Linked DNA regions of Mus musculus: regions 1 and 3 are each linked to region 2. A link is a contact called in public Hi-C and capture Hi-C data. All regions are on one chromosome and are shown on one strand. The core of a region is the stretch at or near the end of the contact, and the rest is flanking DNA. Distances in the headings are between cores, read along the strand shown. Region 1 holds the start of Mrc1 (mannose receptor, C type 1). Region 2 holds the start of Il15ra (interleukin 15 receptor, alpha chain). Region 3 holds the start of Hacd1 (3-hydroxyacyl-CoA dehydratase 1).

Region 1 (4,799 bases), core at 1,163-3,662, 2.5 Mb before region 2:
CAAGAAATCGGGGGGAGGAGGGAGGAGAGCCAGAGATGGAAGCGAGTGGTATCCTGGGTTGGCTTCCACCTGCTAAGCAATAACCTAAGCACTTAACTGCCCAAGCCTATTGACATCATCAGAATCCAAGATGGCACCTGTGCTAATGAGTCATGAGCCTGAGGTTTTCCCTCATAGCATGACTTCTTCTCCTTTCTTAGGAATGAACTTCGCATCATGTGACACCCTGCTTTGCTGTGTCCTAAGATATGGAAAAGTGCCCCGGTTGCCTTGTGGCACCAACCAAGTAGAGTCTGTTGCTTGCTTCCCTTTCCAACTCTGCTTACATGGCCTCAGAGTGGTAATTGGTAGTGAACCATGATGGGAATAAAAAAATCAGCAAATGCTATGAATCAGCTAGTCTTTTCTGTTTTGTTTTTTCCTACAAAAAAAATAAAATAAAAGTCATTTTGTCTACTAGCACACCATTGCCCATGAGCCAAACCCACCAAATTATATTTCTTTGCTTAGTCCACGGTCAGTGTCCAATGTCTCTCATTAATGATAATTCCCCACCTATATACTGATGCTTAAACACTGCCAATAATGCCTGAGAAGCAGGACAGCAGAGCAAGGAGGGCCAGGGAGCTCCTCTATTAACCTCTACAGACTCCAATCACAGCTAACCTATCAGTGACATCAGTGCCCCAGTGCATACAGTGACATTGGGCTGGAATGTTCCCTTGGGTTGTAGTATATCAGGTAGCAAAGGATCTTCTCATAGGTCTTGTGAGTTGATGGGGATCCAGGAAAGGCAGTCCTGAGAACTCAGGAGTCCTTTAATCAGCTGTTGACTAAGCAAATGTTCTGGCTTTATCCTTAGGGACTTGGGCTATTGAGACCAAGAGAAGATAAAATGAGCACAGCTGACCCTTAGACCAGAGGTGGCTCAGCAGATAAAGGTGCTGCCTGCCAGGCCTGACAACTTAGATTTGATCCCTGGGACCCACATGGTGGAATGTCTTCTGACGTCCACATGAACTTCTATGGCACACTCACACCAAAATGCAATAAGCATAATAAAACATTGTTTTGAAATAAATAAATGGTAAAAAGAGTCTGAGGGTGTGGATCTACCACAGATTACAAGTCTAGAATCCAACCCCCAGTGAGGAGCTGAGAAATCACAGGTTCTCAAGTAACACAAAGACATCTGGATCTGGAAGGGACTCTCCTGTGCCCATTTATATTCGCCTTTTACTCTCTAGAGAGAGCTGAAAGACCTCACATTTTGTGTCCCTGTAACTGGGTCCACCAAGTGACCCACAAGACCTCACACTCTGTCCCAGTATTTGTAGTCACGAAGAGAACGGCATTAGGGAGGCATCCTGCTGTCTCAAGGAGGGAAACATTCCTAAGAAAACTGAGAAAATCTTTATCATACAGTTCCCTAGAGAATTTCCTGGCATCAGCGTCACCACAGGACTTCGGCTAAGACCAAGGGTACGAACTGTGTCCAGCAGGCTTTAGTTGTCTGATGGAAGTGAAGGGTGTTGAAAAGCCAAAATAGTCTCGAAATAGACCTGGGAGTGCAAACTCTCCCAGTCCCTTCCATACTGGTGCTTAAGAATCCAGAGAAACGCTGACTCAGCAATGCCCTTGCGCATCTAAAGAGCCCTGATCTGTTCCTACGGACATATCAACCACTTTCAGACTTCAGCATCGAACACATCCACCTGTGAGACAATATGAACAATTCTGGAAGCAGAAAAGGGCGGACTTTCTAGCAATAGAAATTATGAATGAAACGGCTCACGGGAAAAGTCGAGTGTGAGAATCCCCGCGTCCTCTCCTTATCAATTTGCATCTAGGACGAGGGGCTGCAAGTTCCTCTTTCCCCACCCGAGATACTCAGCGCTATCTATTGGGAGTAGGATAGCAACGGCATAAACTGGAAACTAGAACTAGGGCAAGCAACAAAACAAGAAGGCATTGCACAAACCAGGTAGAAATACCCAGACATGATGTCCTCAGGAGGACGGAGGTGCTGGGGGGCTTCATCTTGGACAACATCTAACAACAGAGAGCAACAGCATCGCCTGACTCTAGCTCAACTCCCACCCTGGTGTGTTCAGGTCAAAGCCAAGTGCAAGCTTGATGAAGGTCAGGTAAAAACACAGATCGCTCAATTCCTCTTCCAGATGTACACAGGACTTTTAGCATAAACTTCAAACAAAATGGTATGCAAAGCCCCCACCTCAAAACAGACTTACCCAATAGCTGAACAGAGACAGGGATGACAGAGATAAAAGCCAGAAGCAGGAGAAGCCTCATGGCCCAGAGTGGATCTTCCAATGAGGGAGAAGAGGGAGACTGGGAAAGGCAAAGAATACAACCAGGTCCCCAGGTTGCCCCTTTGCTCAGTCCAAGGTCTGGGAGCTGCCTGACTGAAAAGGAGGACAGAGGAAGCTGTCCCTTTTAAAGGACTCCTGAATTTAGGAAAACCCTCCAATTGAGAGATATCCTGTCACATGGGGGCGGTTAGAAAAACAGGAATTCAAAGTTACAACTTTGCTTCGTAAGCTAAGGCACAGGAGGAAGGGGAGAGAGGAACATGTGTAGGAGAGGAGAAAACGCAGGAAGTGGGGAGAAGTGAGGACCCAGGCCATGAGCAGCAGGGAGAGGCAGCCCTGCTGAGCTCTCCACAGGTGCTGGGCAGTAACCAAACGGAGGCCATTATCTGGGTGGGAAAAAGTCTCCAGGAGGCAGCTGTGGAGGCTCTCACCCACAATTCTACAGTCAGAAAGGGAGGACACTCGCTGGAAAGCATCAGAAGCTCTTCCTGCTCAGGCTTAGAGCCCGAGCACCAACACACACACACACACACACACACACACACACACACACACACACACACACTCCTTGGAAAGGATCAAAGGTATGGTTCACGTAGAGTTTTGCCCCTGTCTCTAGAAGGAAAATGACAGAAGTTAATTTTAAGACAACCTCAATGAAGCCCAGGGATAGAAAGTTCTAGCAGCTTTCCTTAGAAAGCCAGAGGAAATAGTGGCAATAGCTTTGTTGTCGGTTCGCTGCCAGGCCTCAACCATTACAGTCCTCAGAGTTTGAAAAAGGGAAGACCTCTCTCTCTCTCTTGCAAAAGAAAGCCTGGCTTGAGTCCAAAAGTTGCTTGTTGATTCGATGACAGTGGGGTTTCGTCTTCATGATTTTGCAGGGTCGTTCACAAAGCACCACACAACCCACCTAAACACTGATTTTTTTTTTCCAGACGTTCAACAAGAATTAAGAATATTTAGAAATGGATATTTGTGGTTAGTCAGGGAAGACCTGAAACTGGAGCGTGGGAAATGTCATCGTTTCAAAAAGAAGCTCTGGAAACACTGGCGACTTAGAAGTTGTAAACAGATGGTTTACCTTCAAGTGAAAAGCTGTTCAGACCCATCCACGCTGAGGCAGGTACACACTCATTTCCCAATAAGCTGTGGTTTCTCTCAAGAATTTTCTTTTTAAAAAGCCTAAATTAGGAAGATTCTGAGAAGGGACCCACCGTTCTTTTTCATTCTATCAAGGCTTAACTGACAAAGAAAATTCTCCCACAACTGGTGAGAGGCTGCAAACGTTTCCTTTTCAATCACTGCGTAACTGACTTATCACAGGAACACCGAAACAGTCTTGCGTTTGTAGCGCAGGCTGGCCTTGAATTCTTGGTTCCTCTGTTTTGACTTTCTGAGAGCTGGGATTATAAGTGTGTCCCATCATGCTTGCTGACCAAAAAATGTTTTAATTGGTCTTTTAAATGCAAGCCATTCAAATTGTTTTGCCTAATTGGGGTTTGCTTTGACTTATTTGAAGAGGAAAAAAAAGAGTTAACTGAATTGCAGGCATCTGTATATCCATGGTTTTATTATGTCAACGTGTCTTACATGCACAGGAATAAAATCAGAATCAGTAACGAGACGCTGGATGTGATATAAAGTGAAGTCCAACATCCCACAAAGGATTTGTCTCCATCATTTTTATCTTATTGGAAGATTTTATCAGGTTAGGAGGGGTGAGCAAGTCAACACAAATCTGTAATTTCAGGTAACGGAGGAAGAGGAATTTCCATAGGCCTTAAAACAATCTTTGTATTGCCAGGAACTGTGGGAAAATAGCACGTTTTTCACTTCTGGTGTCTCTTCAAATCCTTGAAGCATCCATTTCAGAGCTCGGGTTTTTTTTTTTTAATTATTTTATTTATTTCCATTTCAAACATTGCTCCCTCCCTGTCCTCCCTCCAAGAGTTCTTCACCCCATACCCTTTGCCTCTGAGAGGGTGCTCCCCCACCACCCCCATCACCCTACCCCCACCCCAACTCTCCCACCTCACCTCCCCCCACATTCCCCTTCCCTGGGGCATCAAGTCTCTACAGGATTAAGACCATCCTCTCCCACTGAGGTCATATAAGGCAGTCAGGCCTCTGCTACATATGTGCCAGGGGCCACAGACCAGCACACATATGCTTTTGGTTGGTAGTTCAGTCTCTGGGAGTTCCCAGGGGGCTAGGTTAGTTGACACTGTTGTAATTCCTATGGGGTTGCCATCCCCTCTAGCTCCTTCAATCCTTCCTCTAACTCTTCCATGGGGGGTCCATGACCTTAGTCCAATGGTTGGCTGTTAAGTGTCTGCTTCTGTCTCAGTCACCTGCTGGTGAAGCCTCTCAGAGGACAACCATTCTAGGTTCCTGTCTGCAAGCACAACATGGCATCAGTAATAGTGTCAGGGTTTGGTGACTACACATGGGATGGATCTCAAGTTA
Region 2 (4,788 bases), core at 621-3,120:
TGAACAAAGAATAATGATTGAGCTAAATAAGCCACACAAGAAAGAGTAGCGTGCTTTATAACTCCACTTATAGAAAATACTAGAAAGTGCAACAAATCCAAAGGAAAAAAAGTTAAATTGTTGCTGAGTTGAGCAGGAGATAAGAATTTTGGAGGACACAGGGAACTTCTTAGTTATGGGTGTAACCCTGCTTTGGTTTGGTGATAGTTTCAAGAGTGTAACTTTCATCCTGAAACACAAAGAAACATACAACTTAAATATTTGCAGTTTTCCTGGAGTCAGTTATGACCCAATAAGGCTGTTCTTAAAACCAAGATTCAGGTGCCAGTTGATGGCACCAGTGGAGCCCGAACTTTAGGCAAGGAGGTGCTTCCTCTAAGCTGAGCTGGACTGAAACCACATTCACTTTCAGACTATTTGGAATATCTGCAGGCTATTTCTGAAATCTCAGGACCATTCTTTGCTATCCAGTTAAGAGGAATTTACCAACACACTCCAGCTTTACAGATGGAGGGTGGGGACCCAAGAATAAATGAAGCCCCGTAACACCCCTACAGAGCCAACCCCAGGCTCAAGTCTGTGTGGGATAACTATGACCAAGTTCCAAGGAGACTGAGTCAGACGCCCATCACTGGGAAATCTTGCTTTAAAACACACTCAGGGCTAAGGAATTGCTAACTTGCAGGAAAGTCCATGGATGACGTCATTGTCCTCGGTCCCCAAATCCTGTGCACATTTGCAAGCATGTGCTTTCACACACATTTCTGTGCAGGGAGTACGTAGATTTTTTTAACAGACTCTGAAGAATTTCATGTTTATAAAAAGATGCGACATCCTGGGTCCGGACGTTGCTAGACCCAACTGTTCTCGCTCTTTCCTTCTAGACCTATTGGAACAAAACTAGGAGTCTCAATTCATTCTTCCCGAGATTAGATCTAGACGACACATTCTGGAACATGTGACACCCCTTCTTCCATGGGAAAACAGTCTCTCCTCCTCTCCAATCGTCCGGGCCCCAAGTTGCCAGTGCGCTTGAGAACCTGGACCTGTTTTGTAGCGTTCAGATGCGCAACCTGCCTGCTCCACACGTGGTTTTTGTTTGTTTGTTTGTTTGTTTTGTTTTGTTTTTCCTCCCGCGGAGCGCAGTACTTTGCCCAGTGCCTTCCATCTAATTTACTTTGACCTGAAAGTCATGAAGGGTGGTTTTTCCTCAAGCCCCTCCTGGAACCCCACAGGCGCGACACCCCACAGCTGCGCCAGGTGGGCTGGCAGAGGCACACTCACACATTTCTCTAAGTTCTTTAAGTCTTATCGAACTTGTCAGACCTGCTCTCCCTAAGTCGCCGAAACGCCGGTGGGATCGCTCAACTCCCTTGCACGTATGGTCCGGGAGCCAGTCTAGAGCAGGGCAAGGGGCCACTCTCTTATCTGCGCTCTCCCAGGCTCCCTCCACGTGTCCCCCCACCCCCACCCAGCTCCCTCCATCACCCCCAGACCCACTGCGATCCTCTCAGCTGGACTCCTGGCTCAGTTCCCAGAAGATGTGACCCCCACACACACACACACACACGAATCAAGTTCAGCTGGGCGTTGGGGTCCCCCTCTGCTCCCCTGTTCCGGCGCATGATGCTCCCTACCCGGCGTCACCCTCAGCGGGAGCAACAGTAGCAACAGCAGCAGCAGCAACACAGGAATGGCCTGGACTCCATAGCCCCGGAGCTGCGGCGAGGCCATGGCCAATTGTCCCCAGCAGTGACCCAACGGGACGCAAGGCTGGGGTCCCTGGGAGGTGGCGAGCTCAGCTCCAGGACCAGACCGCTGCTAAGGAGTATTCGCTTTCGCTTTTGCTTTAGCCCCCGGATTGCAGAGAGGTGCGAAGTGGTGACAGATCTGTGACTCAGCATCCCCACCCCTGCTTTGGAAGAAGCCCCGGCAGCCTGCAGTGACGCCCCCTCCCCAGTTGGGCTGCTCCTGTCCCCCGAAGCGCGCGCGGGGGCCCTCACCCGTAGAAGCCGGCGATCTCCCTTTTCATTCCTTAATGCTGTCTTCCCTGCAGAGGCAAACTCCTTTGAATCCACTCTGCGCCCACACCTGACTTCAGCCTTGTTCACTTGTCATCTGTCCTGGCTGCTGACCTTCAGATTTCAACTTTCAGAGTTTCCCTCTAAGTAGCCCTGAGCTTGACTGTCCGTGCTCTGTGTCCTTGGGCGACTGCATAGGTGTCGCCCCAGTGCAGCCAACGGGAAGTTCTGGGCGGACGATTCTACACCCGGGTCACTTTCCTGGTGCACTCGGGCTCCAAGCTGCTCCTGGCTTCCACACAGCTGCTCCTGGCTGCCTGCCTGCAGTGGTGCTGGCAGTGGCCAGGCCTTGGACACTTTGCCTTCTTCCGGCTGTACCTTTCCAACTCAAGAAAGTGCCAAGTGTTTGAAATGGAAGAAGGGGTGAAGAGGAGAGGGAGGGGAAAGAATAGAAAAAGGAGGAAAGACAGGGAAGAGGAAGAGGGGGAGAGAAAAAGATATAGAGAAGGAAAAGGAGAAGAGGAGAAAGAGGAGGGAGGAGAGGGGGAGGGGAGAGAAGAAGAGGAAAGGAAGAGGAGGAGGAAGAAAGAAGGAAGGTACATTATTCATCTTTGTACCTCACATATAATTTCTTTAGTCAATACACAACTCTTCAGAGTCTAAGAAAGACATCCCCTTCTAAGTGTGTGGATTAATTAAAAACAAAAAACAAACAAACAAAAAAAACTTTACTGGAATTTTAAGTCCCATACTGTGGAGGACCAGATCTGGGGAAGGGGTGGGGGGACAGACGGACATGAGTGCTCAGTCAGAAACGCCCTTAAATATGTAGATGTGGCGTAAGAAGACAGACACGCCTGCCTTTCAGTCTATAGGTCCCTAAATACAATCTGGCACCATAATGAAGCTACTGAGAGAACGCATGCTGATTCTGTTTGGAAAGAATGGAATGACGTGTGATTGAAGTCACCCATCCCCTAGGCATGGTGGACAACAGTGAGCTCTATACTTGACCCTCTTCCCTAAAGAGTCTTAAGATTGGCACAATAAATATGAAATACACACAATAAAAATTCAGAGAGAGGATCAGAAACCACATATTCCAGTCTCTTATAGTCAATGAAAAACCTGGAGAGATAGCTCAGCGGTTAAGAGTACTGGATGGAGAGAGAGAGAGAGAGAGAGAGAGAGAGAGAGAGAGAGAGAGAGAGAGAGAACTGTATGCTCTTCCAAAGGTACTGGGTTCCAACACTCACATGGTGCTCATCACTGTCCATAATTCTGGTTTCAGGGGATCCAGCTCCCTCATCTTTGGGCATTGCATGCACACAGTACACAGACAAATGTATAGTCAGCATTCACACACGTTTTTTAAAAAGTATAATGAATGCCAACATTTTATGTGCTTCAAACTTAGAAACACTCCTTTTATGATGGACATTTTCAAATATCAAAAAAGGAGAGGTAGCCAGGCATGGTGGTACACACTCCTGAGTCCCAGCTCATAGGAGGCAGAGTCGAGAGGACTAGAAGCCAGACTTACTACACAGCAACTTCATTGCCAGCTCGGGTCACATGAGGTTCTGTGTGTGCTGTGTGGGGACAGCAACATAGTTTCCTAGTGTCACCCTCAGCAACTCAATAAGTGCCCTTAATTTTTTGAAACCAAACTGAAATTTGTGGCTTCAATGTAGAAAAAGTGCCAGGACTGGACAATGTGGCACAGGATTAAATATAATAAAGATATTTTAAATTCAGGGTTCAGAGGAGGAGCTTAGAGAGTTAAAGCACACCTTAGAACAGGGATGGGTGTGGGGTTCTCTAAGAGGGAGTCACATTTCACTGCCTTTACAATGGTCACATGGAGAGTTTTATTGGATGTTGAAGCTATGTTCTTCCGAGAGAAGTTGAGGACCTTATTGATAAGTATGGTTTAGACCATCGGAAGACAAGACACCCTTACTACACAATGCTAACAGTCTTTTGGGGATTCTCCCACAATGTCCAGGGCAGAAATGAGTCCTCACCCCAGGTCACTCACACACACACACTCTCTCAAGCCTTAAGCCAAGGTCATTGTTACTTTAATATAACATATCTATACATGAAAGGAATGATATTTCTATGTCAGTAACATTTACATAAGATCTCATTTGGGTTGGAATTCTTGCTTCCTAGATGGTAAAGCTTTAACCAGTGTGGGGCTCCTTCTTGTGTTCCCTTAATTTTGCTTGTCTTTCTAACCTGCCTCAAGTTCTGTCTAAAAAAATCTAAAACAAAATAAAAAAGGCTGTGGTTATACTTCAGTTGGTAGAATGTTTGCCCAGCATGTATGGGTCCCCGAATTCTTATCCTCCATACTGCATAAACCTGGCATGGTGGCACATGCGCATGAGCTTAGCACTGGGAGCTAGAGATGAGAGAATCAGGAGTTCAAGGTTAGCTTCAGATTCAGAGAATTGGAGGCCAGCCTGGACTGCATGACACCCTGCCTCAAAAATAAAAGAAGACAAACAAAACAAGACAGTTAAACACACCCACTCATCATCCATCCAGATGGTGACCACAGGAAGTCTACTATTTTATCCAAGCAGGGACAGAACAATGTCTCCAACTGAGGCCAACATGAATGCCATCTTATGTTGTCCCTAAATATTCAAGCATGTACGTGCGGGTGATACATTAAAATGAAAATAATTAACAATATGTCTTAGTAACATCAAACATCTCCAATAAAACTAATACAATTATTGAACACATAAGAAAA
Region 3 (4,668 bases), core at 241-2,740, 2.4 Mb before region 2:
CTTTGCCTTTTTTCCTAACATCAGAGATTCTGTTTTCTTCTTGTTTCATATGCTTGCTTCTGTGTTTAATTCTATGATCACCTTGAAGTTAGCACATAGCCATGATGTAAGATTCATTTTTTCTGTGGTTGTCCAGTTGCTCCACTCATTGAAAAGATTAAAATTCCCACACTGAATTGCTTCAGGTTATGGTGTATTTGAACTCTGCAGTCACATTGGTCCACAATTCCCTTCTGCTTACTATTCTAGGTTGACCATTGTAGTTTCATAGTGAGGTTTATAATAAATAGGCTATGCACATGCTCCTAGTTCTTCCTATACATGTTCATGGATCTGTAGGTTTTAGCTTTTCAAATAAAACCTGCTGGCATCTGGAGAGAACTGACATTGTAACATTTTGAGATTTAGAGGCCTGTTGTGTCATATGGCAGTGATTTAATGTTCAGTGTACAGGGCCGGCACCTGCTTTAGTAAATTTATCCCTAGTACACTTTCCACTTGGAAGGTTTTACTTAACCCCACTTCCCCTGACATTTCTGAAACTGGACGGGTAATCCTCCCATTTCACATCCACAACAATGTGCACACCCAGGGGAGTTCATGGACAAACCTATAGTCATTTCTCCCCTCTGACAGTGTTGCCCTTTGCAAAATGTCTTTCTCTCATTATAAGCAAGATGCCTGAAAAGTACTAATATGCATACTTCAGTTGACAAACAGTATCAAGTCAGTACTTGATTTTGATGGATCATTTCCTTAACCCTATCTCTCTATGAGGTTTACCATTTTATTTTCTTTTGCAGAAATGTAGGCATACACAAACTTCTAAATTCCCAGACTGGTGGAGTCAGGAATTTGGGGGTTGAATTTCAGTAAACTGACTCTAGGCTGCTTGCTTAGCCACACTCTATAAAGGGAAAGGAAAGGGGGCTATTACCAGAATGGTTCTTGAGAAGAAGAGAGAAAAAGGGGAGATTAAATGTGGAGAGCCATTGGGCACTTCTTCCCAGCAGGACAGGAAACTTGTTAACACCATGGCTGGATTTCCTGTCAGTATCCTAACACCTATCCCTCTTTGCCTACGTCCTTTCTCCCAGCTTCCTTTAGAACAGATCTCTAGAACCCATGACATCCGTCTGACCCAGTAATGAAAGGCATGGGGCAAGGCTAGGCCGGAGTTGCTTCTCCAGAAACTCGGGAGAGCGAGCATTTGGTAGGGAGACCCTGCTCTCGGGGCAAAACCCCTGCCACCTCGGGTGCACTCGCTCTATCTGGACAAGGCTCTCCAGCGGGGCACCCACTGCCAGGGCGCACGTCGCTCGCGTCTCTCTAGGAAGAGGTCGCAGCCAGTGCGGACAGCTCTCCCGCGGGAGCGCGCCGCGTGACACTGCCTGGAAGCCATGACCCCGGCTGGCCCACCCCGGGGCTAGGGCCCTGAGCGCGCGCTCCCGAGAGGCGGCGCCGGGGCGGGGCGCGCGGCCGGGGGCGCGCTCCTCCCCCTCGCGGGAGGCCGGGCAGGCGGCGCCGACCCCCCGCGCGTCGCACATGGAGCGCTGGACCGAGGCGGCGGCCGCGGGCAGCGGCACTTCAGTGGCGCGCTCAGCCGGCCCCTCCCGCTCCTGTGCGCTGCTCCTCCGGGTCCGCGTGCGCGGTCACCATGGCGTCCAGTGAGGAGGACGGCACCAACGGCGCCTCCGAGGCCAGCGACGAGAAGGAAGCCGCCGGCAAGCGGAGACGCCTAGGCTTACTGGCCACCGCCTGGCTCACCTTCTACAATATCGCCATGACGGCCGGGTACGTGCGCGCGAAGGTCCTTCCACGCTCCGCAAGCACCAGTGCGGTCCCTCAGCGATCCGGGCTCGGGGACGCGGGGAGCGCGCTCTCGCGGGGCTGCTGGGGGTCGAGGGCGCGCGCACGGGGATGGAACGGAAGCGCACGGGGGAACTGTCAGGGGTCTAGGCGGAGGCGCGCGACGGTGGCGGGGGCTTTTGGAGCGAGAGCGCGCGTGTCGGCCAACTGGGGGTCGCGGCCCCGTAGGCGCACATGGAGCGGGACAGCGCGTGTGCCCGGCCACTTGCGATCGGAGCACTCTGGGAGAGTGGCCGGGGCGCAGAGAGCAAGAGCGCGCGTGCTGGGCCCTAGGTGGTCGCGGCGCGGCGGGGGCGCGCGGCGCAGTGGGGGAGGGGCGTAGCGGGGTTGAATGGAGCGGGGCGGGGCGGGGCGGCCAGCCGCCGCTCGCTGGGCATTGCCTAATACGGTGCACGGTGTGGCGCGGCGGCACGGGGCGCGGGCCGGAGGTTAAGTATAGACCCGGGCAGGAATGTGGGGCCGACCCACGGGGCAGGCGACTGCGGCTCGGCCGCCTCCGCCTGCTGTTGAAGAAACGGCCCGGTCTATTCACCCGAGCCGGGAGCTGTCCGCTGGCTGTGGGCACCGGACCCTGGCCGTGTGGTTCCTGGTGCTGTGGATTGCTGGGCAGTGTCTTCACCTACTGTTTTTTCTTCACCTACTGTTTTTGTTTTAAGCATGGCACTTAGAAATGCCCACTTGGGACTTTGTTTGAAACATCTGGAACAGGGCAGATAATCAGCATCTTTCTGGCCTTGTCCTTTCCAGATTACCGACTACCCACCCTACTCCCCATCTCTGGCCTCCCCCCAGACCTAGTGTGAGTAGGAAGTTAGGATCAAAGGGCTATCAAATGACTTATGGGTCTACTGTGACCGAAACCCATTATGAAAATGTCCTTTGCTGTCTTGCCTTTAGAAAGAGTTACTTTCTCAATATCTTCTCACGTTTTAAGTTAGAGGATTGTGAAGAAACCTTTAGTATTTAAAAGTCTCTGAAGCTTATAGAAAAAATGTGAACGTGTAAAAAAATGTGATTCTATTTAACAAATGTTCCTGTCGATCATCTAGTATATATTATACTACTGAACATCAAATATAATTAGTTCGTAGATATGTATTTATTGGGGGTTACTGTGTGCCAGGGACTGTGCTGGTTCCTTTGGCTGTCTTCTAATTTTTAGTTTTCTGCAATCCTGTGAGGGGTACAGAATAATATTTTAGAGTGAGGTATGGAGAGACCCCCAAGTCACTGGCTGGAGATCACAACCAGAAAGTGTCAGGCATGGATTTCCTCTGAGACTCACTCCAGAGTTGTGCAACCTCATCTTCTTGCTGCCCTGAATTCCAGACCTTTGAAAGTTCAGAAAAGCAAACAGCCTTAGAACAACTGGCAGATGGTTCAATGCCCACCATACTCTGTTGCCTCAAAATGCAGCAGGGTCTGGGAGCGGCCGGTTTCCTCTGAGACTTGCTCACCAAGTGAGTAAACGTTTTTGGAATACTCACCTTATGTTAGTTGATTGGCTGGCCCTTCCCTGTCCAGTCTGCTTTCCATTTTTAAGACCACGTTATTGTTTCAAAAATGAAAACTTGCTGCACAATCCCAGTTTAAGATCTTGATTGAGAAAGTTAAAATAATCCCCGGGTGGCCGGCTCCCATCCTAAGGAACTTGGGATGTGCTCATCGACAACCATTTTCACAGATTCCCGTACTACCCAGTTTACCTTTCCAGTGTTCTTGCCTTTGAAACCCCCTGACTCTGTTTTTCAGGATGCGTTTTACAGTTCTCTTTGTCTTTGCTGTTCCCTCTTTCTGTGATGTCATCCTTTTCTTGTGGCTGCAGCAGTACCTTTGAACTTTTCTAGGCTCCCCTGCCTAGAGGGGCTTTGTGTCCTCACACTTTAGTCCTGCTGTGCCCTCCTTTCTGCAAGCCAGTGCTTATTCTAAGTGTGTCTGTCTTTTTACTGAGAGGGACCACTGTTTATCAAGGCAGATTACCCAGTAGTTCTATGAGCCCCCATAGATAAGCTTTCATATTTTCTTATTTACCCTTCAGGTTTATGCCCAGGCACCTTCTGTGATGTACTAGCACACCCTGACTCTTTGATTTTTTTCCGTCCCACTTGTTGTCACTCAACCATACCATGATTGTACTAATTCTTCATTGTAAGTTCCAGGAAGTAATAAATACTTATTGAATGAATGAATGAGTGAATGGGTGATGAATATCTTATAGAACATTGGTGATGAATGTCTGTTGTATAAGGCCCTGTTTCCGCTTGATACTCAATTACGACATTCTAATTTTCAAATTATACTTTTTATTGTTATGTAAGACTGTATAGAAGAAATGTACAATTATTGATTAAGTCAGGCCCTATGGACATTTTAAAGTTCCCTTACCCTGACCCTTGGAATAATTAGTGGCTTTCGGCAAATCCAGAGTGGAGGCACCTTTAAAGGATGGAGAGATTTGTATTATATAAATATATAAGTTTATATATATATATATATATATACATATATATGTATATATGGCTTACTCATAATGGGTTCTTGACTATAGTAGTGAGCATCTGTGCTTTGCTTGCCAACGAACGCTTCTGACCCTATAGATGCTAATGCATTTTCTCAGGTCATGTGGGTAATGTAAGAGCTGTAAGACATATATCCCAGGCTCATCCCTGAAGAAGGACAACCTGGACATTTACACGTAGACACCAACTGCAATAAAGACAGAATAGAATGAGTGCATACAAAACAGGAGCCAGAGGACTGAGAGGACAGGGAGACTGAGAGAAACTTCTGTGAAGGAGA

Evidence for each region. Hi-C and Micro-C count contacts between places; a contact is called where the count stands out from the background. Capture Hi-C pulls out chosen DNA fragments and counts their contacts.
Region 1: a capture Hi-C map of macrophages shows a contact between it and region 2, with 4 times the contacts expected there. The contact joins the promoter of Mrc1 here to the promoter of Il15ra in region 2. A contact is called at or near these places in 1 of 39 promoter capture datasets (liver), 1 of 484 Hi-C or Micro-C datasets (B cells) and 1 of 9 other capture datasets (macrophages).
Region 3: a Hi-C map of muscle stem cells shows a contact between it and region 2, with 6 times the contacts expected there. The contact joins the promoter of Hacd1 here to the promoter of Il15ra in region 2. A contact is called at or near these places in 2 of 39 promoter capture datasets (both in liver) and 1 of 484 Hi-C or Micro-C datasets (muscle stem cells).

What each region holds. Positions count from the first base shown.
Region 1 is chr2:14,227,027-14,231,825 of GRCm38.p6, reverse strand. It overlaps Mrc1 (mannose receptor, C type 1), which reads right to left and starts at 2,412. Exons shown (of 30, transcript NM_008625.2): 1 at 2,253-2,412. The coding sequence starts at 2,313.
Region 2 is chr2:11,702,794-11,707,581 of GRCm38.p6, reverse strand. Il15ra (interleukin 15 receptor, alpha chain) reads right to left here and starts at 1,870. Exons shown (of 7, transcript NM_008358.2): 1 at 1,638-1,870. The coding sequence starts at 1,734.
Region 3 is chr2:14,052,857-14,057,524 of GRCm38.p6, reverse strand. It overlaps Hacd1 (3-hydroxyacyl-CoA dehydratase 1), which reads left to right and starts at 1,490. Exons shown (of 7, transcript NM_013935.3): 1 at 1,490-1,794. The coding sequence starts at 1,658.